Linked DNA regions of Sus scrofa: regions 2 and 3 are each linked to region 1. Evidence: chromatin contacts called from public Hi-C and promoter capture Hi-C data. All regions are on one chromosome and are shown on one strand. Each heading gives the region's core, a stretch centred on a gene start, on an enhancer-like site or on the middle of the called end of the contact. The rest is flanking DNA. Distances are from core to core; before and after follow the strand shown.

Region 1 (4,059 bases), core at 841-3,340:
CCCTCTTAAATCTCTAATGCAGTTAACAATCAATACAGCAACTTGAATCTCCATTCTTCGTGTGTGTATACTGAATTTGGGAATTTTTACTTCAGAATATTTTCACTTAAACTGATGTTCTATACACATATAGATCAGAGAAGGTACTTATAAGAAGGCTTCAACATTTAAGTACAGTGACTAAATATTTAATGGGAAGAAAAAGATCTATATTTATATGTTACCTGTCCTATAAATACAGGATCAGTAGGATGCTTGATGTCTTACAGATTTTCTTCCTTTTGTTATTTAACTATTCGCTAACATTCTCACTCCACCTTCTCATTCAAACCTCTGAATTCTGAAGCTGATTGCCTTACATCAGAAGCTGCAGCATCTTAAATATAGTAACAGTATTTATTTTTGAATCAAATTCAGTCAGTTAATCAACAAACCATAGTGGCTTACTTGATATCTAAATATGTTGATTGAAGCCTTTCAACTTTTCCAGAGCTGACTCATTTTTACTAGGATATTGAAGGGATGCTCTGGGCTTATCTTCTTAAGAAAGCAGTCTCCAGCCACCCTTGTCTTTTCCCTTTAGAACTTTTTTTTAAACCATTTTTTTTTTTTTTTTTTTTTGGAAAGTACCAAACACCAGCAGTGACATCTAGTGCCTGAATCCAAAAGGAATCTGGAACTACTAGATTGTTCTTCCATCGCCCTGGCTGACAGATGGTGTTCATTCCAACACTAAGATTTCTTGAGTTTCTCTGTGATAATTCCTTTAAGCTCTTCTTGTCTAAGATGCACAGCAAACTCACTATGTCAATATTATGCTCATTTTGTGTGGATTAGCAAGAGACCTGAGATTAGCAAGAGCCAAGGCTCACAAGTCTTTGCACTTACTCCTCCTTCCTGCTGATGAGAAAGAGTACTCCTCTGTGACCACTATCCTTAACCTCAGATCTGAAAATGTGCAGAATGAAGTATTCAGATTGGCCCCGGATGATTCAATATGGGAGGGGAGGGCCAGAAACCCTGAAGATTTTCCAAAAGCCTTTACCTTTCCTAGAAAAGCTAAAGAAAAAAAAAAATCCACTTTTCTCTTAGATGAGAAAGCAAGAACCTGATTTCTCTAGAAAAATCCTAATTATGCTCCCTTAATTTTTGGTGAACACTTTTGTGAATTTTTTGGGTTCTGAATTCCCCTAATTGGAAGAATGGCCCCAGAGGAGAGGAGGCATGTGTGTGGTAGATGGATCTACAGGGGATCTGAGGGAAGAAAGCTAAGTGAGCAAGGAGTTAGTGCCTTTAATGAAGTCTTTGAGCCTCAAAGGCAGGAATGAGGTCTTGATTCAACAGAGAATGAGGACTGAAGAAAGAATGGTCTCTAGAGTTCCGGTTGTGGCTCAACAGTAACAAACCCGACTAGTATTCATGAGATTGCAGATTTGATCCCTGGCCTCGCTCAGCGGATCAAGGATCTGGCATTGTGGTGAGCTATGGTGTAGGTCACAGACATGGCTCAGATCCTGAATTGCTGTGGCTGTGGACTAAGGCCAGTGGCTGCAGTTCTGATTCTACCCCTAGCCTGGGAACTTCCATATGCTGCGGGAAAGGACCCAAAAAAAAGAAAGTGATCTAACTCTACCAAGAGGGAGATGGTGCCAAAGAAAAGGACCATGTGTACAAACACAGATACCTCTAGAAAACTTTTCTTTTTTTTACACATCAGTGACAATGCTGGATCCTTAATCACTAGGCCACCAGGGAACTCTGAGAAAAAAGATTTTAATAAGTAATTCTGATACCTGCTAACAGACCCTGAGCACTGCTGTAAGACCCTTCCCCCCGCCCCCACCACCCCCGGCCCACATCTAGTCCATCCCTTTTGCATAGAAGGAGAACAACTCACAGCTAAGACTCTGCCATTGATAGGAAACACTGGAAAGGACGACCTTTATAGAAGCACCAGTTAAGAGCCACCCAGCATGAAAGCAGCACTGACTCCAGGAAATTAACAGACAAACTTGCTTCAACCTGAGGCCGCTCCCTCTGATTGTGTGCTTAGCAGAGGCAGAACACAGAGGGTAAATATATCAAAGGTTTTCTGTTAATGAGTACTTCCCCAGCTTTCTCTCCCTTGGCAGGGGCAGAGGAATAGCCCAGTGGAATCGGTATGGTGCCCAGAGGATTAAGAGCTACCAAGAGCTGGTGGCAGGGATGCACCCTGAGGGAATGGTAGCCCGGAGATGCACCTGCAGGAGAAGGGAGAAAGGAGTTAAGAACAAAAGAGAAAAAAAGAGAGAGAGAGAGAGAAGGAATTCCAGGACCCCACGTATGGGCAGACTTATTCATGACACAAATGCGACGCTCTCTGTTTCATACTAAAAAGTAAAGCCAAGGGAGTCTTTGGAAGGGACTGGAATCCAGCACTAGCAGGTCGAAGTCGGTTCTGTGTTAAAGGCCCATGGTATGCAATCTCCTGGTGGCCTGCCTACTTCCAGAGGGAATCAGCTTTTCTTCTCCAACAGCACCACCTGGGGGTTAACAATAGGAACAGATCAGGGCTGCCCTATAACTTCCTCATTTTTCATCCTTTAAAGAGATCATGCCCACGTCAATTTTTTTTCCTAAAGTTTTGGGGGGTTTGTTTGTTCGTTTGTTCTTCCATTTTTAGCTGCCCCTGTGGTATGTGGAAGTTCCCAGGCCAGAGATAAAATATGAGCCAGAACTGCTGAACTACACTGCAGCTGCAGCAATGCTGGATCCTTAAACCCCTGCTCTGGGCCAGGTATTGAACCAGCCCCTCCACAGAGACAATCTGGATTACTGACCCACTGTGCCACAGTGGGAACTCTCCTGAAGTTTTATTTTTTAATTCCTGTTAAAATATGCCTTTTCTTTCACCACATATTCTCCCTTTCAAATGCTGACTATTTACTGCAAGAACCTCTTTCTCCTTCTCCCCATCCTCTCCTGTGCTTCCTTTCTCTTAGTGCTTCTCTCACACCAGCAGTGTTGTTTTGGAAGATCTGGTGTCCAGAGCAGAAAGACTGCCTCAGTTTGAAAATATGGCATCCATTAAACTCTGAGGGAGGGACTGCAAGTGAATCAACTAGACAGTAAGATTTATACTCTTGCACATGGCATGAAAACTTGAAGAAGCCTTTCAAAGCACCAAAGCATGATTGTAAATAAGTTGTGAACATATATGTATATGCATTATTGTACTAACTCACATCTTCGGCTGCAAAAATCTTGTCAAAGTTTTTTTAAGGAGCACTGCACACTCTATATGATGCCAAGCTGACATATAAGTCTACACTCAGAGAGTTCTCGTTGTAGTTCAGTGGGTTAAGAACCTGATATAGTGTCTATGAGGTTGCAGGTTGGATCCCTGGCCTTGTTCAGTGGGTTAAGGATCTAGTGTTGCTGTGGCTGTGGCACAGGCTCAGCTGCAGCTCCAATTCAACCCTAGATTGGGAACTTTCATATGCCGTAGGTGTGGTCATGAAAAAAAAGAAAAAGAAAAAAAATAGCCTACACCCAGTCTTCTTCAGCAGCACAAAACTACTCCAGAAAAGTAAAGATTATACTGTGGGAGTTCCCATCGTGGCTCAACAGAAACGAATCTGAGTAGGCTCCATGAGGACACAGGTTCGATCCCTGGCCTTGCTCAGTGGGTTAAGGATACGGCATTGCTGTGAGCTGCGGTGTAAGTCACAGACGCGGCTTGGATCCTGCATTGCTGTGGCTGTGGCATAGGCCGGCAGCTACAGCTCTGATTCAACCCCTAGCCTGGGAACCTCTATATGTTGCAGGTGTGGCCCTAAAAAGCAAAAATAATAATAACAGAGAAGAAGAAAAGGAAAGAAAGAAAAATATCAAACATTGTGTGATTTTAAGGTGTAAAATGTGTTGACTTGATACATTTGTATATTGCATTAGCTTATACCTCTCTCATGTTCCATAATTATCATTTCATTTTTTTATGATAAGAGCATTTAAGTCTATTCTCTGAGCAACTTTGAAATATATAACACAGTATTACTGACAACAATCTCTATGTTCCAG
Region 2 (4,059 bases), core at 702-3,201, 190 kb before region 1:
ATCACCCTAGGATGTGCTTTTTATAGTATAAGCATCAATTTTGGGAAACAAGTACTTTAGAAAGTCTTAAAAGTTCAGGTTTTGCAAATCCCATTGTTTCTGATCTCTATGCCAGGGGACCTTGCCTTCTGTGACTTTTCCCAAGCACATCACAGTTATTCAATGCCCTACATAGAAACCAGGAATTTTACAGGGAGAAGTGGCCCCTGCCACTTGCAAATAATTAGCCTACTTCTCAGAGACTGAACGTAATGAAGATTATCAGAGTGTAGTATTAAGAGGAGGGTCTTGCTGCTGCTTCTGTTAAGCTGCGAAAACAGCCACTGGCTGAAATGCACAAGTTATTTTTTAAACACTGACCGCCTTTGTCCTGGGAGCTATCAAACTCCACGTTGAAAGAGTGGCCGTTGTTGACAATTCTCTGAGAAGTCGCTTGCTCATAGCAAAGGGACAGAGGCTTCAGGGCAGGGTCGTGAACAGCTGTGCTGGTGTTGATGTCAACAGGGGACTGGCGATCTCCCTTGGCGATGGGGAAGTCCTTATGCCAGTGCTCAGGTCCTGAGATTGAAAAGAGACTGTGTGAACCCCCCACTGTGGGGAAGGACAAACCCAGACCCCTAGAAAAGAGCAATGGCTCTGGAGCCAATCTGTCTGGCTCTAATTTTGGCGGCATAATTAACAGCTGAATAACTTTAGTGAAACACAATCTGTGCCTTAGTTTCCTCATTTGTATTAAAGGTTGATGTGAGAATCAGAATCAATATACGTAAAAGCTTTTAGAACAAGTAGTGAGCACCATATAAATATTAGCTATTTTATGTTCCTTTTACTGCCATTGAGTGACTGACATTAGGCTTGTGATTAGGATTTGGACGATGCAAGCTCACTTAAGACATTCCAGCAGATGGGGATTCCTCTCTCTTGTCCTTTTACTAGATCAGTAAGGTCAGAATCACTGTTCAGGCAGGGCAACCCTGCTTTAATGGTTAGGATTCCCACGATCTAGAAAGCCCCAAACCCCCAAAGAGGCTCAAGGTGGTTTAGACACATTTTTCTCTTTGGTCTGCTGGTTCAGGAGAACCCAGATCTGTGACGCCGATAAAGCCGGGTTCCTGGTGACTTCCTAACATTAGAAGCGGAGAGACGAAGGAAAAACTCAGAAATCAGCGCAGTGGATTCAAACCACCCCAAGAAAATGCCCCGGGACACTTCGTGCTGAGAGTCTCAGCCACAAGTGGTGCTGAAGATGAACTGGGGGTAGGGTAAGGTAGGGGGAAAATAGGGTCCCCTAATTTCTCTGCGATCAATAACTAAAATGTATCGTTACAATTCGCCCTAGTTTCCTCCTGGGTCGGAATAGGATGGTCTCCGGCTCGTGACCCGGGAAGGGCTGTCCTTGGGTCCCACTGCTGCTTCTGCGCGCCCCCTTCCCCCGGCACCGCGCGCCACCGCTGGACGCAGGGATTCCTCGACAGTGGACTCCGGCTCTGAGCTGGGGGCATCCCGCGCCGGGGAGCCGCGGGCGCGCGGGCAAGGCGTCGGGGGCGCACCTGAGCCTCGGGTGCTCCAGGCGGCAGCGGGAAATAGCAGGTGCGTGCGCTGCTGGGCCCCAGAGGGGCCCGGAGCCCCAGGCGCAGACGCCGCCCCGCCCGCAGCCCGCACTCACCGTTGTGCTTGTCGTATCCCCAGTGATGGGACATGGTCGTGCCGCTGGTAGGGGCAGGGCAGGAGTTGGCGCCGGTCTAGCGGCGGCTGCTGGAGCGCCTGCACCGTATGTCCGCGGGTCGCGCCGTCGCTGGTATTTATAGGCTCCCGCCAACTTCGTGCTCGGGGGCGGCCGGGGGGAAGGGGCCCTGGGTGGACCTGGGCGACTGGGGGAGGAGGTGACGGGCGGAGGTGATCTCCCCGCGCTCGGGGCGGGCCAGGAGGGCGAGGCTCCGGGGGCGGGGAGAACGCCCTCTCGGCGGGCGCTGGGCCAGGTTCAGGAGCTCCTCTCCCGCCACTCGTCTCCCCTCGGCCTGCGGCCCGACCTCGGGTCCCGGCCCCGGGTCCCTGGGCCTCCACGAGGCTCCGTGCTCCCCGCGCGCGTGGCGGCGGCGGCTCCGGGGTTCCTGAGTCGGACTGGGCTGCGGAGCGTCTACACGCACCCCATCCCCCTCCGGAGCGCTGAGGCTGGCGGCGGCGCTGACTGCTGAGGACCCGCGTCCGGTATCTCTGATCCCCTGTCCCCTTTGTGATTGCATCCCTGGCCTAGGAGCACTCCAGCCCCGCCCCATCGGCCCCACCCACGCCGAGGTCTCTAGCTCCAAGGGCTTGCTCGCGGGCGTCCCGGGCTTGCTTAGGAGCTATGACCTTGGGGCAAATAGGGATACGGTCCTTGAGGCGCTAGGGAGGGAGAAGCATCACGCTGAGAACTACGCGCCCCCTGCTGGAAGGCTGCGGAATAAACCAAGAAGGAGGGAGAGGGTGTCTTCGATTCAAGTCCGAAGAATGCATTTCCTTGAAAGCTGTCAAGGTCTCTTGAAATGTTCACCAAATGTTTGTTCATTCTACCTTCTTTCTTCTCTTTCAAAATACACTTTAGAGGAGAGACTTCCTAGTGGAGTACGTATTGATTTAAAGCAATCAAAACTTCTAAAAATCACTTTTTTTTCACAGGAATTGGGTAAAAGAAAGACTGTCTTGCAAAAAGATAAGAACTTTCCCTGGCTGACAAAGGAAAGTGGGCATCTGGCATACCTAAGAACTAATTCAAAGAAACTGAAGAGTGGACATTTTTGAGTCAAGGCAGCATTGTGGCTTTCCTAGGCCCTAGGCATTTTGCCCTTATTCATTTCCTTTTCGTGGGTATGTGAGGCACCGTTTCTCCTGTACCCAATGCCCTAAGTCAGGATTATTTTGAGGTGTGAACAGAATTCATTTCCCTCAAGGGACTTTGTCACAAAAAGGGGAGAAGGGTTTTCTGTCCTGTGAATCTCTGAGATCACTAAGAGCATAGTATTAAAGTTAAACTTGGGGCAGCAGGACACAGTTTCACACAAGTCTAACAGCCCTGACATCACTCATATAGATAAATAAAAGGATAAATTATAATATTAGTGTAAATTATTCCAATGTTGATTTTAAAATCATTATTTACTTTTTTATTTCAGTCAATTCCATACAAACAGAAATGATTCAGATTTAGATACATTTGGTCTTGTCCTAAGACTCCAGGAAAGTGTGTACCTCTTTGTGGGGTTTTTTGGGTGGATGTCACCAGTGAATTCTTAGGCAATGAGCTATTTTTGGTTTCTAGGACCATCACAAAATGTAGTTCGTAGTTACAGAGAATTTTGTATTTGTAGCTGCATAGTCTCTCATGGAGGCTATACAATAATTTTTTTTTTTTTTTGGTCTTTTTGCCATTTTTCTTGGGCCGCTCTCCGCAGCATATGGAGGTTCCCAGGCTAGGGGTCAAATCGGAGCTGTAGACGCCGGCCTACGCCAGAGCCACAGCAACGCGGGATTCGAGCCACGTCTGCAACCTACATCACAGCTCACGGCAACGCCGGATCCTTAAACCCCTGAGGAAGGCCAGGGACCGAACCCGCAACCTCATGGTTCCTAGTCGGATTCATTAACCACTGAGCCATGACGGGAACTCCTATACAATAATTTTGATTCTTTGCATAATTTTCAAATATTTACTTAATTCAAAAGAAGAGGGCCTCGATAGTTCCTGTCGTGGCTCAGCAGTAACAAACCTGACTAGTATCTGTGAGGATGCCGGTTAGATCCCTGTCCTTGCGCAGTGGGTTAAGGATCCTTCACTGCCATGAGCTATGGTGTAGGTCAAAGACGCGGCTCCATCTGGCATGACCGTGGTGTAGGCCGGCAGCTACAGCTCTGGATTCGACCCCTAGCCTGAGAATTTCCATATGCCATGGGTGCAGCCTAAAAAAGACAAAAAAAAAAAAAAAAAAAAGAGGGCCTCACAGTTGCCATGAGACTCTTCACTAAGCCCTGGGGATGTAAAGCTGGTAAGTGCAAAGAGGTGAACACTACCATCTATGAATG
Region 3 (4,059 bases), core at 1,116-3,615, 160 kb before region 1:
GCCACGACGGGAACTCCAAGTTCAAATATTTTCTAAAGGATGTTGAGAACTGTACAAAAACTCTAAAGTCAAAATTTAGTAATGTAAGCTATATCAAAATAGGATTCAGATTAGCTATTCTAGAAAGGACTGATCAACTATTGTTACTTAAATAGCAGACTGAAAGCCACAGTATAGGTCTAAAATGACAGAGCAAGGTTTGTATATGCTTGGTCATAAGTGGCTTGATTAACTGAATTTTTTCTGTCCAACCACGAGGAACAATTATCTGAACATATGAGTCCAATTTATTAGGATGAACCATGTGAAATTGTCAATATTCAATCATTTTTGCTTTCAAAAAGGCATTTTCATATGATTCAACTTAATAGATACTGTTTAATTTTGTTGTTTACTCTCCAGAATGAAACTGGATTTAAATGGAGAAGGGGGAAAGGCTAACAGATAGTTATGAGATTATGGTTTAAGAAAACATACATTTCTATGATATTCCTTACTTGGAAACTGTTAGTAGGTAGAAAGCATGACCGTTAGTCTTTACTTACAACATTACTGAGAATATTCATTTGTGTACATCAGCAAGGATAATTTTAACTTTTTTATAAAAAAGAAAGTGTATAACTGTACATCAAGCAACAAAATATTAAAGTTAGGTTCTTACCTCATTTACAGTAAAATAAAACATTTTTAATTAACCTTTTATTTCACTGATTTGCCAAAGAGTACAGGTGAAATAAAGAGATTTTTTTTAAACATGCAATTTTTCATTTTTATACAAATCACAACTCAAGAAGAAATTGTCAGATTCTTCAAAAACACTCAGCAAAATTAGTCAAATGAACTCCACTGATGCATAGAAGGCTTAGGTCTTCTTGACTAATATAGTGAGTCTGCTCTCTCCCTTGGATTGGCCCCCACTCACACACTAGGGGAAGACATTACCCACTTGGTGTCTTTGCTGTGTTCCTTGCTTTGTAGAATGGAATCTGTGCCATGTGTGGGAATGGTGGTCTTACTCTCCGAGCCATGGTTAAGAAGCAAAAAACCTCTCAGGTTTAGACTATCAGTGCCTCAAGAAAACTCATTTGGACCCACTACCAGCACCTCACTATGCACTGCCAGCTTTTACCTTTGCTCCATTTTGCAGGAGCAAAGTGGCCAAGGTTAGAAAGTGAGACATTCCCCTCCAATGTATAAACATAATTCTTCAGGACTACAGCATATTCAAATGTCGTTTCCATTTTCAGAGAAGAGCCCCCTCTTCCTACTAATTCTGTCGTTGTGCCATAAATCACATTTTGCCAATATGGTCCATGTGTCTCTATTTAAGTGTCATACTTACTTGACCTGTCATAAGTATCATCAAATACAACCCTGCAGGTCTTCCCATTGTTCAGGATGGTCTTGGCAGAGCCAGGGTCATAAGATGCTGTCCAGGGCAGCAGAGAAGGGTCATGCTTGATGTCCTTAGTGTGCAGTTCAATGGGCGATTGGTTGTCTCCCTTGGCAATTGGGTAAAGTTCATGCCAGTGGTCAGGACCTAGAAAATGAAATTGAGGGGATTTACTTATTTGGTGGTGCAATCCAAGCCTTCTTTCTAATTGACTAAACCAGTAAAATACACAGGGGTTGGACAATGATTGCGGAAAGATCCTGGATTTCAGATTAGGCAACCCAAGGCTCACAGTTTAAGACCTTTTCATAACTTTGTTAATAGTGTACCTGGAGACTGTATTTAACTCTGTTTATTTCCTCTACTTGCTCAAGAAGATAGCTTCAAAGGCTTATTTTTGAAATGGACTTCATCACATGTTTTACTAATGTCCTCTTCTATCCTAGAGCTGGAATAAAATAACACCGACCCCAAATGGATTTCAGAGCACACCCATGTTCTTTTCCCATGGGTAGGCAGGAGCTGCAGGCAGAGCTGCTTATATCATCACCTGGCTCAGAGAGGTTAAGTGCTTGCCCAGGATCAGGGAGAAGGGGACAGTCAGAACTGGACCTCAGAGGTCTGACTTCTCAGTCAGAAGCTCTGTGACCTGGACAAGGTACCCAGCCTCTCTGTGCTTTGGTTTCCCCCAATGGGAGTAATAACAGCTTCACACTGGGGAGAACTAAGTGAGATAAAGGTAAAAGGGGTCAGCAGCGTTTGGCACTTTGTAAGTGCTCAGTGAACATTAGTTTCCTTCGACTCCGCCTCCCCCATTTTTCAATGCACTCTCTAGAGTTGCCCCCTTTTTGAACAGCACCATCTCAAGCTCACCATTGTGGTCGGCGTAGCCCCACTCCTTGGCCATGGTCGTCTTCGTGGGCACTGGACGGCTGCTGCTTTCTCTTCCACGCCGTGCACTGTCCCCGCGAACCCACACCTTTTATATAGGTTCCCCCCACACACTTGCATGGCCTTATTAGGTCAGCGAGGGTGGGGCGGGGGGCTAAACAGGATTGGGGTGGTATTTGGGAGGCGGGGTGGGGGAAGCCAATGAATTCCAAGAGCTGCACAGCTGTCGGGGTGGGGGCACTTGGGCGGAGCCCCCCCCCCTCCTTCCCTGCAGGCGCCGCTCTTGGCTCTTCTATCCCTCCCTCCAGCGTCCTAAAGCTGCAGAGCTTTCCAACCACCGGCGCCAACGTGCAGAAATGCAGGCGACTTTCGCCTCCTCCTCCCTCAGTCCCTCCTCCACGCAGTTTTTTTTTTTGGGGGGGGGGGGCAGGGGGAATAGGGTGGGGTAGTCGTGTCTAGCGTCCAACTAAAAGCTGCACTCAGGCGGCGCTTGCAGCAGCTCTTAGAAGTTGCTTTTAGTGCAGGCTGGCGGTCTGGCTGCGGTCTCTGGATGCTTCTGCGGGTTTATTTCGCTCCAGCGATCCGGTTACCGTGGCTGGAAAGAATACGTTTGTTTGCCTGACCCATGTTTGACTCCTTTGCAGGCAACTTGTAAAATCTTAGGAGCAAAGGATGGGACAAAAGAGGCCGGAGGGCTGGTTTTCTTAATTCCTTTATCTTTAAGAGACTTGAAGATGCAGGGTGCCTTGAACCACACCAAGCGGCATTCCCCAATTTAAGCGGGTCCCTTTGGTCTGCAGGACGCCAGGGCTGGGTCATGGGAATATGGAAGAGGTCTGGATCCAGGTTACCATAGAGCAGGAGTTTGGAACTGATTTACCAACTCTGTGGGCTGTACCTCTCCTCAGGAAAAATCGATAATGTTCTGGAGTGTTGGAAAGCCAGGCACCTAAAGTGAGTCATACCGTTTAAAACGTATGACTTCATTTTCCAAGACATAATGAAAGATTGAAAGGAAAAAAAGAGGAAAAGCTTTCCAGAATTGCTTTGTATTCTGATCTAGCACTCCCAAGTTGTCTCATGATACAGTGACCCACGCAAAAGTAGACTTGAACTGGCATATCCAGTGTGCACGTGGTAAAAACACGTTTTTAAATGTCTGGTTATAGTTCACATTGAAGGAGAAATGCAAGATATTTACATTTTAAGAGTATATTGCAAAAATTTTTCTTCAATTAAAAAAAAAAGTAAAGGCAGCAAGAAGAGATCAGCCTAATTTCAATGATATTTTGAATAAGGTTGTAGTATACATTTTTAAAATTACTTTGACTTTTCTTGATGCTAAGATTCTGTATTTGGAGATTACAAAACTTGAAAAGGAAATCTCTCATCATGGTAAAGATAGCTCATCCTCAAAGCATGTGGAATGACTGACCACGCTCATAACCTGGACGCCAGGGGAGTCACTCCCTAGCGTATTTTTGTGACTAGGGATTATTTGATCCACACAATAGCGGTGTGGAATCAAGAACTAAGATGGTTTGGAAAATCCAGGCAAACAGCAATGCAAATGCCCTTAGACTCTGAGCTCAAATATGTCAGTGTTGGATTAGAAAGGCTACTGAGTTGGCACATCTGGGCCAGTTTTTGCTTTGCCGTGATGGTGTGGTTCTGTAGTTTGTGGTTAATGGAGCTTATATTGTGCATAATTATTTGTATTAGCAAACTATGATCTTGCTCCAATTCATTAAATCGTTTCAGTCTGTCTTTTTCTG

The links. Promoter capture Hi-C pulls out the DNA fragments that hold promoters and counts their contacts. A called contact is a pair of places that touch in the nucleus more often than the background predicts.
Region 2: a contact with region 1 is called in a promoter capture Hi-C map of liver, with 7 times the contacts expected there. The contact joins the promoter of LOC100154873 here to the enhancer-like site in region 1. A contact is called at or near these places in 2 of 5 promoter capture datasets (both in liver), 12 of 47 Hi-C or Micro-C datasets (brain, embryonic fibroblasts, epiblast stem cells and 5 more) and 1 of 2 datasets of contacts at active chromatin or transcription factors (skeletal muscle).
Region 3: a Hi-C map of liver shows a contact between it and region 1, with 8 times the contacts expected there. The contact joins the promoter of CA3 here to the enhancer-like site in region 1. A contact is called at or near these places in 1 of 5 promoter capture datasets (liver), 20 of 47 Hi-C or Micro-C datasets (alveolar macrophages, embryonic fibroblasts, epiblast stem cells and 8 more) and 1 of 2 datasets of contacts at active chromatin or transcription factors (skeletal muscle).

The regions. Positions count from the first base shown.
Region 1 is chr4:51,396,396-51,400,454 of Sscrofa11.1, forward strand. No RefSeq gene overlaps it. Among named protein-coding and RNA genes, the nearest start is that of C4H8orf59, 71 kb to the right of the region's middle. Within about 2 kb of position 2,091, at least 6 of the 83 cell types and tissues checked have an H3K27ac peak or open chromatin away from gene starts, as enhancers often do. A contact at or near this core is called in liver, where this site is marked.
Region 2 is chr4:51,209,485-51,213,543 of Sscrofa11.1, forward strand. It overlaps LOC100154873 (carbonic anhydrase 2), which reads right to left and starts at 1,952. Exons shown (of 7, transcript XM_001927805.2): 1 at 1,667-1,952; 2 at 361-558. The coding sequence starts at 1,700. It overlaps MIR9858 (microRNA 9858), which reads left to right and starts at 2,099; the gene lies at 2,099-2,176.
Region 3 is chr4:51,235,496-51,239,554 of Sscrofa11.1, forward strand. CA3 (carbonic anhydrase 3) reads right to left here and starts at 2,366. Exons shown (of 7, transcript NM_001008688.1): 1 at 2,267-2,366; 2 at 1,343-1,540. The coding sequence starts at 2,300.